2 separate regions of the Gossypium arboreum genome follow, and region 2 is linked to region 1. A link is a contact called in public Hi-C data. All regions are on one chromosome and are shown on one strand. Each heading gives the region's core, a stretch centred on a gene start, on an enhancer-like site or on the middle of the called end of the contact. The rest is flanking DNA. Distances are from core to core; before and after follow the strand shown.

Region 1 (6,872 bases), core at 1,026-3,525:
GTTATTTCCCTGTTTTATAGATTATCGAAGCTAGCTCAGACTCGGGGATCATTAAAAACATCGTCACACTATCGATCATCTTGTTGGTATTTTTGAAGCTTTGTATATATGGTATATGGCATGTATAGGCTAGTGTCATCTTGGTATGTTTTGAGTTATGATATTAGCCTTCAGATTTAGCTTGTAAATGATGGTGTGTATGGCCATTCAAGATAGCTTGAATTATGTGTTTGATAAGTGATATATGTGATGTATATATATATGGTCTTATGTTTTGGTATATTTTGTGATGGTTATATGTTTGCTTGTATAGCTATTTGTCAATTGGTGAATCAATGTTGGAAAGATGACATGTTGTGGCTTGGTTTTGAGATGATGAAATGGTATGTTTTGAAGCATGAAATAGATGATAAAATGATGAGGAAATGCATTTAAAAGTTATGTAAGTTTGATGATTTTGGCATATTGATTTGGTATGTTTTGTTTATGGATTTGAGTAGTGAAATGGTTGATTATAAAATGGCATGAATTGTGCATTTAGTTGATGATTTTGGGATGCCTATTGTATGATGAATTGGTACCATTTTGGTTGCTAAGTGTGCATGAGAAAAGGGTGGCAAATTGGCTTTGCAAATAGCCTATTTTTTCCATACGGGCTTGTGTCTCAGCCGTGTGTGACACACGGTCATGCTACATTGTCGTGTGTCCCCTAGGGTACCCTTCGAATTTAAGTTAGTATACCCTATAGGATTGACATGGTCTAGACACACGGGCGTGTCTACTGGCTGTATGTGACACACGGGCTGGCACATAGGCGTGTGGGCAGCCGTGTGACCCAAGTCAGTAACCCCACCAGTTTTCCCACGGCCATAACACACGGACATGTCTCCGGCTATGTGGTGCAAGTCAGTATGTACGCCCTGTTTTCACACAGCCTGTGACATGGGCGTGTCTGGTGGTTGTGTGAGGCACACGGCCTGTTCACACGGGCATGTGACCCTTGAATGTTTGAAAATTTTATGTGTTTCCTAAAGTTTGCAAATGTTATCGGTTTAGTTCCAAACCACTTCCAAGCATGTTTTAAGGTCTGGTAGAGCCTTATAAGGGACAATGTGAATGTATTGGATGGGTTTTATATATGAATGCAAAAATGTATGTGTTATATATCTGACTGATGTGTATTGATCGGTAATGCCTCATAACCCTATTCCGGCGTTGGATACGAGTTAGGGGTGTTACATTGGTAATACTCCGTAACCTTGTTCTGGCAATGGATATGAGTTAGGGGGTGTTATACAACAACTCATTCAAAGCAAGTAAACATGAAATAAAATGCTAAGATACTAAAATGGGAAGAGTTCTTACCAAAACCCCTAACATTTTTACTATAAGCTCATATACTCTAAGTGATAGCATGATGTAGATGATGAGAAGTTTTAGCTCAAATGTAACTTTTGTAAAGGCTTTTTGTAAGAAATAGAAGAAAATAATGAAAATTTGAAGAGGAAATGAGTAGAGATGAAAAGAAGAGAAGAGAATAATGGAATATTCTCTTCCTTTGTTGTAATGTTTGGCTGCTAGGATGGCCAGTATGGAGATTTTCCCCTTTTATTTGTTTTATGATATTTAAAATAAAAAAGTCTGGCAAAAATGTCAAAGGAAGAAAATATGTGGCCATAATAAAAAAATGACTATAATATCCTTGGTGATAAAATTATCATTTAACCTCTCAACTCTTATTTGTATTTGATTAAACCTGAAATTTTAAAAATAATTTAATATGGTTTTTTAAGATTTCGCAACTTTTCAAAAATTGTTTGAATTCACCAAAATTGAATTTTCTTATCAGATTCCTAGAAAAGTCTCATAAGGAAATTGAAACATTTTAGGGGTGTTATAGTAGAATTTACCTTTTTAAAAAAAAAAATGTTATATATGAAAATTTCACCCATAATTTATTTTGATGGACTAAATTGTTCCTTATCATATAGCTTATTTATCTATAATATATATAAAAGCATGAGTTTGAATTTTTTTGAAATAATGAGAATACTTTTTATTTTTATCATATTATTAAATTTACATTTTAAAATAAAAAGATAAAGTAAATAAAAATGTGAAATTATATATTTAAAAATAATTAGAATTTATTAGAATTTGTGATAATTATTATACATTTAAAAATATTATAATTTAATTTAAAAATTTTCATTAATTTTGTAATTAAAAATATAATATTTAAAAGTTAGTGACATTAGAAGCTAGTCAACAAAAATAATTGAAGTTTGCTTACTTTAAAATTATACATGGATTAAATTGCCAAGAAAGTAAATTACTACAGGTTCTCTTTTACCGACAAAATTTCAAAAGTAAAATCTCCAATTTACCCTTCTTTTATTGACGAAAGCCGGCCCCCATTAATTATAGAAAATTAGGGGTTTTTTTTTATTTTTATTTTTGGGAGAAATAATAATGGCGGCGGCAGCGGCAGCGGCGACGATGGTCAGCTCGGCTGGAGGGTTATTGGCGATGCTCAATGAGAGCCATCCTCTGCTGAAGTTGCATGCTCTCTCTAATCTTGTCAGCTTCGTGGACCAATTTTGGCCAGAGATCTCCACCAATGTTCCTATAATGTAATACTTATTACTTTCTGTATTTTTTTTCTTATTCTTTTTTGTTAGGGTTTGCGGTTTGGTTATTTTGATCTGATTGGTGGTGGATAGTTTTAAGGAAAACGGAGTGAAGAAAACTTTTGTTGATGTTTACTGAGAATTAGTTTGAATTTTGTAAGTGCGCTAGTTTGAAATTTTTGCTACTATGGAGATTAGGCTTGTTTTAATTTATGGTTTTGGAATTAGGTTTTACCTTGCAAAAGGGGTTCAACTTAATTATTGCAGTTTTGCTTATGTGATAATTGATTGCTTTAGTCAGGCTAGCTTGTTTGAACAAATTTTTTCAAGTTTTAGATTAGGAAGAACTAAAAGCAATTGTTGTGCAATGTGGGTACTGATTTGTTTACTTAAGAAGTTATAACTTTTGAGTGAATAAGAAAATGGAAACGGTGATTTTCAAAAATTTACACTAGATTATGCTTTGTGTTCACTTGGAAAAAATTCATTTTGGTAGGGGCCTAAGGGTAGACATGGTAAATTGTGTCTGTTTTGTGTTCTTGTATTTCGTGTCATGGTTGTTTTTAAGGTATTTTATATTTATATAAAATTTGATAATTAATATATCATATTGTATATTTATATTTTGAGACATTCATTTGTTTATGTCATATTACTTTTTTCATGTCATGTTGTGGATTTTGTTATATTTTAGTTATTTTTTCTATGTCGTAGCTAATATTGACAGATATACTGAAGGGGAGGGGGATGTCTAGGTTTATCTTCATTCATCCACCTTCAGCTTATTTTAAATTTATGTATCACGTTTTTCAACTCTTAGATAGTTTATTTAAGTTTTATGTGGTGGAGTGATTCAAATTAAAGCAATGTACTGCATGCACGAGTTCCGTGCTTAAATGCTGATATTAAACTTATGGTTTCCAGAGAAAGCTTGTATGAAGATGAAGAATTCGACCAGCATCAGAGACAACTTGCTGCGCTGCTTGTCTCAAAGGTCCTCTTCTCTTGTTCCTCTCAGTCTGTTTTTCTATGCATGCATATGTTTTATGAGTGAATGCATATAACTAGCATATTTCCTGGAAATTGAGCTACCGATTTCTTTATGGAAATGGGAAAATAAAATCAGAACTACAAAATCTGATTCTTTGCGTGTTCGGGACAAGTTTCTTAACCAATATTGTTGATTTAGCAAATTTTAGCGCCCAACAAATGTTCACTTCTGAGTGATTAATGGAAAAAATCTTATTTAAGATATCCAATTATGGATCAAATATATATTTATATGTATTTTTATGTATACAAACTTTTGGATACTATAACTTTCATTGGGTAACTTATCATGTCAAAACAATGTTGCGGTTTGATTGTGGAACGTTGTTTGAATTGTGTTTACAATTTGTAACTGAGAACTAATAGAAGTATATACTTTCTGTCTAATTGATTGTTGCTTAATTCTCTCTCTGCTGACTTCTACTTTTTTGGGCTAATATTGTTCTTCACCTCAGGTCTTCTATTACTTGGGTGAACTCAATGATTCATTGTCCTATGCTCTTGGAGCTGGCGCCCTTTTCGATGTTTCTGAGGATTCTGATTATGTTCATACTCTCCTTTGTAAGAAGTTTGATTCATTTACTGTAGTTTGTAATTATTAATAACTGTTCGATTACTTGAAATTGGCCCTGTATTTCTTAGGTGATTACATTTCACTTCAAGTGAGGGTTTACACAAACCTAGACGTTCATTTGGTGTTCTTTATATTGTATTTCAGTTGTTTTAATTTCGACATTGCTAGCTGTTGATGGATTATGCTCTTCATTTCAGCCAAGGCGATAGATGAGTATGCCAGCCTTCGGTCAAAGGCAGCAGAATCGAGTGCTGAAGTGGCATCAGTTGACCCTAGGTTAGAAGCTATTGTGGAGAGAATGCTGGATAGGTATGTAGAGCTTGCTTTTGTATTTGATGAATATATTCTGGGGCTAGTCTTCCTATCTTATTATTCTTTCATTAGGTGTCTGATGGATGGAAAATACCACCAAGCCATGGGAATCGCAATTGAGTGCCGGAGACTAGATAAACTTGAGGAAGCAATAACAAGGAGTGATAATGTTCATCTGACTTTAGCATATTCCATTAATGTCTCACATTCCTTTGTTTATCGCCGAGAAGTAAGGAAGTTATTTTAGTAGTTTCATATAATCTGTAGTTTCTGTAAATGCCATAGCCACTGGTTATTTTGATGTTAATAAAACAATTTGTTTTCCTTTCTTAGTATCTCTTTTCTTGGAATGCATGATCCTCAATGCCATTACTTTTTGATTCATGCAGGTGCTTCGGCTTCTTGTTAAAGTTTACCAACAGCTTCCTTCTCCTGATTATTTGAGTATTTGTCAGTGTCTCATGTTCTTGGATGAACCTGAAGGTGTTGCTAATATATTGGAGAAACTTCTCCGTTCTGAAACTAAAGAGGATGCTCTTTTGGCTTTGCAAGTCGCGTTTGATCTTGTGGAGAATGAGCACCAGGCTTTTCTCTTAAATGTCAGAGATCGCCTTCCACCTCCCAAATCTCTGCCTTCAGAATCAGAACAACCAGGATCCACTGATTCTGCTCCTGCACAAAATGAAAATTCTACTGCTTCAGATGTTCAGATGACAGATGGATCTTCTGCTTCTATGACTAATATGCATGATGCAGATCCTAATGAAGTTGTGTATGCCGAGAGGCTAAACAAAATCAAAGGGATTTTGTCTGGAGAAACATCCATACAATTGACTCTACAATTCTTGTACAGTCATAACAAGTGAGGCATCAGTCACTTTTGTGCTATTTTTTGATTGAACTAAATTCTGATTGTGTTTCTTTTGGATATACAAGCTATTACTGATTTTGATTTGTCGTAGATCCGATCTATTGATTCTGAAGACGATAAAGCAGTCCATTGAAATGAGGAATAGTGTATGCCACACTGCCACCATCTACGCTAATGCCATTATGCATGCTGGAACTACGGTAGACACATTCCTGAGGGAAAATCTGGTAAAATTTTTAGTCTTGCTTTTACTTTCTCTTTTAGACTAATATATGTATTGGATAGTGGTATACTTATTATTACTGTTTTGATTATTAGGACTGGCTAAGTCGAGCCACCAATTGGGCCAAATTTAGTGCGACAGCAGGGCTGGGTGTTATTCACAGAGGACATCTGCAGCAGGGGAGGTCTCTGATGGCTCCATACCTGCCCCAGGGTGCAGCTGGTGGTGGTGGGAGTCCGTACTCCGAAGGTGGTGCACTATATGCTTTAGGTCTCATTCATGCCAACCATGGTGAGGGCATTAAGCAATTCCTTCGTAATAGCCTAAGCAACACTAATATAGAGGTATATGATTTTCTTGGGCTATGATAACTTCTCTTTTTACAACCAATATAGATCTATAACTAAAGAGAAATGCTAAAGTGCTGACTTTCCATATAATCAAAAGTATACATGGTCAACAATTTGTTATTTCTTAGTTCAATGCCATTTCTGTGTTGGGACTGTTCGATTATCAGACAAAATGGCATTAAGTGAATGTGAAATAAAATGTTGGATACTTATATGCAGGTTATCCAACATGGTGCATGCTTAGGTCTTGGTTTGGCAGCTCTTGGAACTGCTGATGAAGAAATTTATGATGACATCAAAAGCATGCTTTATACTGACAGTGCTGTTGCTGGTGAAGCTGCTGGAATCAGTATGGGTTTGCTTATGGTTGGAACTGCAAGTGAGAAAGCTAGCGAGATGCTTGCTTATGCACATGAGACCCAGCATGAGAAAATTATCAGGTAAATTTGGAATTTTTGTGATCTCAATATTCAATGCGTTTTGTCGTGTCAGTGGTGCTTAATCGTGCTGTTCCCATATGGTTTCAGGGGTTTAGCGTTAGGGATAGCCCTTACTGTTTATGGAAGGGAAGAAGAAGCAGATACATTAATTGAGCAGATGACTCGGGATCAAGATCCTATACTACGTTATGGTGGTATGTATGCATTAGCATTGGCCTACAGGGGAACTGCAAACAACAAGGCCATTCGTCACCTGTTGCACTTTGCTGTATCAGATGTGAGTGATGATGTTAGGAGAACTGCTGTTTTAGCACTTGGGTTTGTCCTTTACTCTGAGCCAGAGCAGGTAGGGCTGTTTTTTCCTCATCCATGGGAAGTAGTGTGTTCAATATTTGAGGTTTGTCATCAGGCTCTGAATTTTG
Region 2 (5,936 bases), core at 658-3,157, 140 kb before region 1:
TTAATACAAACACAACCATTTCTGTCACGCACATGGCAGACAACAACCAATACAAAAATAATTTAATACAAGCACAACAATTTTTGTCATGCACATGACAGATAATAACCAAACACTTTAACCCTACACCTAGGCAATAACAGACAATAACCAGTACAATATAGAAGGTAAATAACAAATTTGATATTGCCATATACAATATAGCAGCTAGGATACAAACAATGGCAGATACAAACAATAAACATCAGTTTGATAATACCATTCATACAATGGCAGATACAAACAATAAACATCAGTTTGATACAAACAATAAACATCATGCGCATGGCATACCATACACATTATATGTCATTCGCTTTAATAACCAAATCCTCATTTATCATGCACATTAATAACAAATAAAACCCTAAATCGAAATCAAAATCAAAATCAAAATCAAAATCAAATTTGAAATCAAAATAACCCTAAATCCAAAAAATAAAAAAAATAAATGTAGAAACTTACCCGTTAGAGTAGATGTAACAACATTGGCAGCTTCTCTTCTATTGACAATTATCGCTGAGAATAAAAAACACTGATAGGTTTCTGGTTTCGTCTTCTTTTCTCCCAAAACGAAAAAGATTAATCATTTTTAACCCTAAACCCTATTAATCGATTATCGAGTCGATTTCTAACCTTAAACCAACCTTCTTAATCAATTCCCGAATCAGTTTCAAACCTAAACCAACCCAAATCACAATCAATTTTTCCCAAATTGGTTTCCTTTCTTTTTTTTTCACAAATCCCCTTAATCAGAACCAGCTTCTAATTTTTTACCCTAAACTAACATAACCCTTCAATTTTTTCCTTAAAGCCGCTCCAAACCAAGACCTATAAGATGCTTCACCAACGTGACAAGTTAACTTGCCACATCAGCAGTCCCGTTAGCACACTATCTAAAACTATTAATCAATGACTATTTTGTCACTTTTTTATAACGTTAGTGACTGTTTTGTCACTTTTCGAAAGTTGAGTGATTGAAATGAAACTTAGGTGACTGTTTTGTCAATTAACCCAAAGTTGAGTGACTGTTGGTGTAATTTACCCTAAATTTTAATAGGATTATTATTAAAAATAACTTAATAATAAATAATAAATAATTTAATCATATTTTAATATAATTATTATTTAATAAAAATAATATATAATTTAATCATATTTTAATATAATTATTATTATATTAAATTATATTAAAATGTTTATAATATTTTATTTTAAATTATATTTTGAAATTAAATATTCTATATTAAATTATATAAAATATTTCAAATATTTTATTTTTATATTTTCTAAGCCCAAGTTTTAAAGGACTAATTTGGAAACCAAAGAATAACTATTACGGGAAGACAAGTAATAGGGAAGTAATGGTCATTCTATTGAATGAGTATTACGTTGAACCAAACAAAAATAATTTATCATTCAATGAATAAAAGGGGAATGTTATCTCATTCTCTCCAACCAAACATGGTGTAAGTTTTTATACCGGTGATACACAGCATTTTGAATGATATTAGCGAAACATAGCGAAAAATGTTGTACAAGTGAAACAAGCTGGAATTTGAGTTGAAACAAAAAGCATGCAAAAGGATTCCGTTTTTTGGCTAGATCGGAGTGTACTGGCTGTACCAGAACAGTATTAACTATTTCGGTGGAGGGACAAACCTGGTTGACAAAATACAAATTCTGGAAACAATTAGGTTCAAAAAATATTTAGAAACCAACAAATACAAATGGACAAGGGGCTAAATTACATATTATCTCTTATTTAAAAAAAAAAGAAAGTCAAAATTTGACTTGAAGCCCATTATCGGTCAGGCCCAATATGCCAGCTCATAACATAAAGCAAAGGCCTAAACGGCAAAACCAAACAGCATATCTCTCCCCCGTTGTCGCCTCCCAACTTTCTAATTATATATTTATTTACTTTCCTCGCGTTTCTTTGGGTTTCAGAGGGAAAAAAATGGAGAAAGAGGAGAAAACCAATATCAATATCGATGAAACCCTAACTGAAACAAAGAAAGATGAATGTCTTGAACAACATCAACAACGAAAAGGTGAAGCGGAAGGGGAAAGGGAAGCAACCAATGATCTTCCTTCTGAGGAATTCTTCGACGAGTTCCAATGTTGCATTTGCCTGTCAGTTTTTTTTTTATTCCTAATTACCCCTGTTTTAGTTATTTGTCTATATATATGTTATTACATGATCTTTTGGGCAATTTGTTTCGAGTTTGTCATCAGAAGTATATGTGATGTGATCGGGAAGGTAAATTAATCCGAGTATAATCTTATCCCAAGGATTTTATTTTATTTTTTAATTTTTTAAAAATCTTATTAAATTGTAGTTTTTAGAAATTTAGGAATTTTAAATGCAATTTTTAGGGATATAGATAGATGCTACTTCGAATTTCCGTTAGGCATACAAGATTTAGCTGGGAGGCGATTCGGTAGATTGATATTATAGAATTGTTTATACGTAATAATTTTAGATAGGAACAATATATTGTTAGACTTATATAAAGGTTTGAGAAAGCAAGCTTAGGTAAAGCTTGCATAGCATCTTAGTGGATATTTGATGACTGTAATTTGACCTTACCTCAGATTATTGATTTAAGTAATGAATTCTTTTAGTGGCTAGAAGAAAGCATACTTGTTACGAAACTTCCAAATTTTGAATTAATATGTGGGTATCATTAATTTCTATCGCAACTCCTACTTGTTTACTTCGTTGCTGTGTTCTTCCATTTATTGTCATAACAGCATATAATTCATTCTTTTCATTATGCTTTTAATTCTTTTCTTCTGGGAATTTATTAGTGAAAAAGAATCATATATCAATCAATGAGCAGAAGTGAAGTGTTTGGTCACCGATCTTATATGGTGTACAGCATCTTGCAATTTGGGTGTACTTTTTAGTTTATCGAAGCTCTTTGTTTGAAGGTGATTTCCTTCTGTTTTTCAGGGAACTACTTTACAAGCCTGTTGTATTAGGTAAGCAAGCAATATGCTTAACTAAGTTTTGATGTGTGATTTTACCTGTAAGCTGCCTTTACATTCCATATTCGCAGCCTGTGGGCATATGTCATGCTTTTGGTGTGTCTACAATGCAATGAATCATGTTCATGAGTCCCATTGCCCCATTTGTCGGTGCCCATACAATCATTTCCCAAGTGTCTGTCAGATGCTGCATTTTTTGCTCCTGAAGCTGTATCCTGTAGCTTATAATAGAAGGGAAAGACAAGTGAGAGGTATCTTTATTCTTTCTCCTCTTCTTTAAATGCTAAAATATTTGTTAATAAATTATATGTTTTGGCTGGAAAAATTGCTTTTATCATTTTTTGGTGAATTGACTAAATCATCTTAAAGCTTTAGTGAACTTTTAAATATTTCCTGCTTGTAGAGAAGTGATTATTGTGATACGGACATCTCTTCTACCTAGTAGCCAGAAAACAAATATTGAAATGATGAAGTTCAACATTGCTCCTAAATGCTGCAGATACTTGTACACTGTGATGATGTGAATTACCAACTAGTTGCATAGTACTAACTCGCTCCTGTAAAATCAGATTTATTATGATAAATTAGTATGAAACAGTCTGTGTGGAAATTCTTACTGATGCATGGAAGATAAAACTTTTGACCAAAGTCCTTTTTGGTCATTTGAAAGACTAAAATTTGCTTCTTGTCAGGTGGAGAAACTTTTTTTCCATAGACTCCCCTCCCACCTGTCCCCACCTCTTCAAGAGTTGGAAAATGATTTATTTGTTGTTTCCTTGTTCAGAAGAAGAGAAGAGAGCTGGCCACTTCTCACTTCAGTTTGATCAAAATTTAGTTGAACCAAATCTTTGTGAGAATTCAGATATTCTGAGGAATAACAACACCTGTGCTCATCTCCAAATGGACGGGCATTCAGAAAGTTTTTCAAATATTTTAGAATCATCATCATTCAGAGATTCACCTAAAACAACTATGGAGGATGAAAATGGCATAACGAGTAATTCAGAGAGTCTTGAAGTTGATGCAATTGCTTTGAACCAAGGAAAGACTTCGCTAAGCAATGATTCTGAACGTAGAGATGAAAAGGTGGTTTCTGTTGCTGATTTACTCTGTGCTGCATGCAATAGGTTGCTCTTTCGACCAGTTGTTCTCAATTGTGGCCATGGTAGTTTATAATTCTTTCCATTTGTGTCAAAAGGATTAGAGGATATTATTGTTTACCACATGCTTTTCTCTCTTCTTTGGTGCAGTATATTGTGAAACTTGTTTTGTTATTCCAAAGGATGAAATGCTCAGGTGTCAAGTTTGTGAAAGCTTGCAACCAAATGGGTTTCCGGGTGTTTGTTTGATTCTACACCATTTCTTGGCAAAGCAGTTTCCTGAGGAATATTCAGAAAGACTCAAAGAACCCAATTGTTAGTATCCTGCTCTCAGAATTATATATGATGTTTATATCATTTATGTTCAACGTCATTCATCATTAGGGTGCTTTGATCATTGTACCATTCTTTCCTGCCTTACAAAAAGATTTAATTTGAACCATAAAAAGAACATATGGTTCATATTAAATCTTTTGGTAAGGCAGGAAAGAATGGTGCATTTCCCCACGTTCATATGCATGTCTTAGTGAGAGCATCATCAATCTTTCTGGTCAATCCATGGTGCATTTCCCCAAAACTGCAACTAAGCATATTATGCCATGCAAAGCATCTAGGCTACAGGGAAGGGAAAATGGTTCTTAACACCTTTAGACTGTAGCTGCTTGTGTTGTTCTTGACTGTCTCTGTTTCTGAAATCCACATGCATGTGCACACACGTACAAAAAGTTCTTTAATAGTTTATTTTTCTTGGTAAAATGAAATCTAGAGTTTGTCCCTTTTTTTCTTGCATTCTTAACCTGACAAGGTGTAAGTATATACTTTTTTATTGTCAATTATGCGCCACAAAGGGTTAAACTTTATAGACTTTTTGACTTCTTTATTTTGCTTTTCTGTTTTTAGTTTAACTCATTTCTGCTATTTGAGCTTAGGTTCAACACAAGCTCAACGAATGCAAACCAGCTGACATCAGTATCTAGTGATGTATACTCATCAAGATTTTTCGGTTTGAGCTTAGGTACACAAGCTCCACGACATGCAAACCAGCTGACATCAATATCTAGTGATGTATACTCATCATGGTTTTTCGGCAATGGGCCAAAAGTTCATGTTGCAGTGGGCTGTGATTATTGTGGGGTAAGTTGAGTTAAAATTCAGTGATTTCCAATGAATTAGCTTAACAGGTTTCCAGAACAAGAAACCTTAATTAAGACATAATATTCCTTTTTGTTGATTTCATTAGTAATGTGAAAAGAGCAACTCTGTTATTATAATGGGTTTTCTTTTTTCTCATATATTCCTTTTTGGTGCCACCCTAAAGCAGATATAGTTTGGTATATCATGTTTGCAATTACAAGCTCTATGGTTGTTTATTTGCTATGGTTATAAAACACCTTTTATCAATGCTATATCATACGTTTTTGTTTCAGATGTCACCAATAATTGGGGAGAGATACAAATGCAAAGACTGTGTGGAGAAAATAGGTTTTGACCTATGTGAATCATGCTACAAATCTCCGGCCACAATCCCAGGCCGATTTAATCAGCAGCATAAACCAGATCATCAATTTAAAATTGTACAGCCGTTAAGCATACGGGACCTTATGCTAAGACTGAACTCTGAACAATCTGATGATGATGATGATGGTGGCTTAGATGCTTCGGAACATATGGATGGTGCTTCTCATACTCCTGGTATGCAAGCGGATGAAAGCAATGGTGTTTCTCAAGAGCCTGAAGATATTTCGCCTTTGATATTTTCAGTTGATGTCTCCTTGGATCACGAGGATAACTCTGAGGATCCAA

What was found. A called contact is a pair of places that touch in the nucleus more often than the background predicts.
Region 2: a Hi-C map of leaf shows a contact between it and region 1, with 1.6 times the contacts expected there. The contact joins the promoter of LOC108465104 here to the promoter of LOC108473835 in region 1. A contact is called at or near these places in 2 of 5 Hi-C or Micro-C datasets (both in leaf).

What each region holds. Positions count from the first base shown.
Region 1 is chr3:66,219,960-66,226,831 of ASM2569848v2, reverse strand. LOC108473835 (26S proteasome non-ATPase regulatory subunit 1 homolog A-like) reads left to right here and starts at 2,275. Exons shown (of 13, transcript XM_017775618.2): 1 at 2,275-2,633; 2 at 3,555-3,624; 3 at 4,136-4,241; 4 at 4,452-4,563; 5 at 4,639-4,795; 6 at 4,956-5,428; 7 at 5,529-5,664; 8 at 5,756-6,004; 9 at 6,230-6,450; 10 at 6,538-6,796. The coding sequence starts at 2,473.
Region 2 is chr3:66,356,284-66,362,219 of ASM2569848v2, reverse strand. LOC108465104 (E3 ubiquitin-protein ligase PRT1-like) reads left to right here and starts at 1,907. Exons shown (of 7, transcript XM_017765416.2): 1 at 1,907-2,175; 2 at 2,999-3,027; 3 at 3,105-3,284; 4 at 3,818-4,198; 5 at 4,284-4,448; 6 at 5,149-5,267; 7 at 5,561-5,936. The coding sequence starts at 2,000.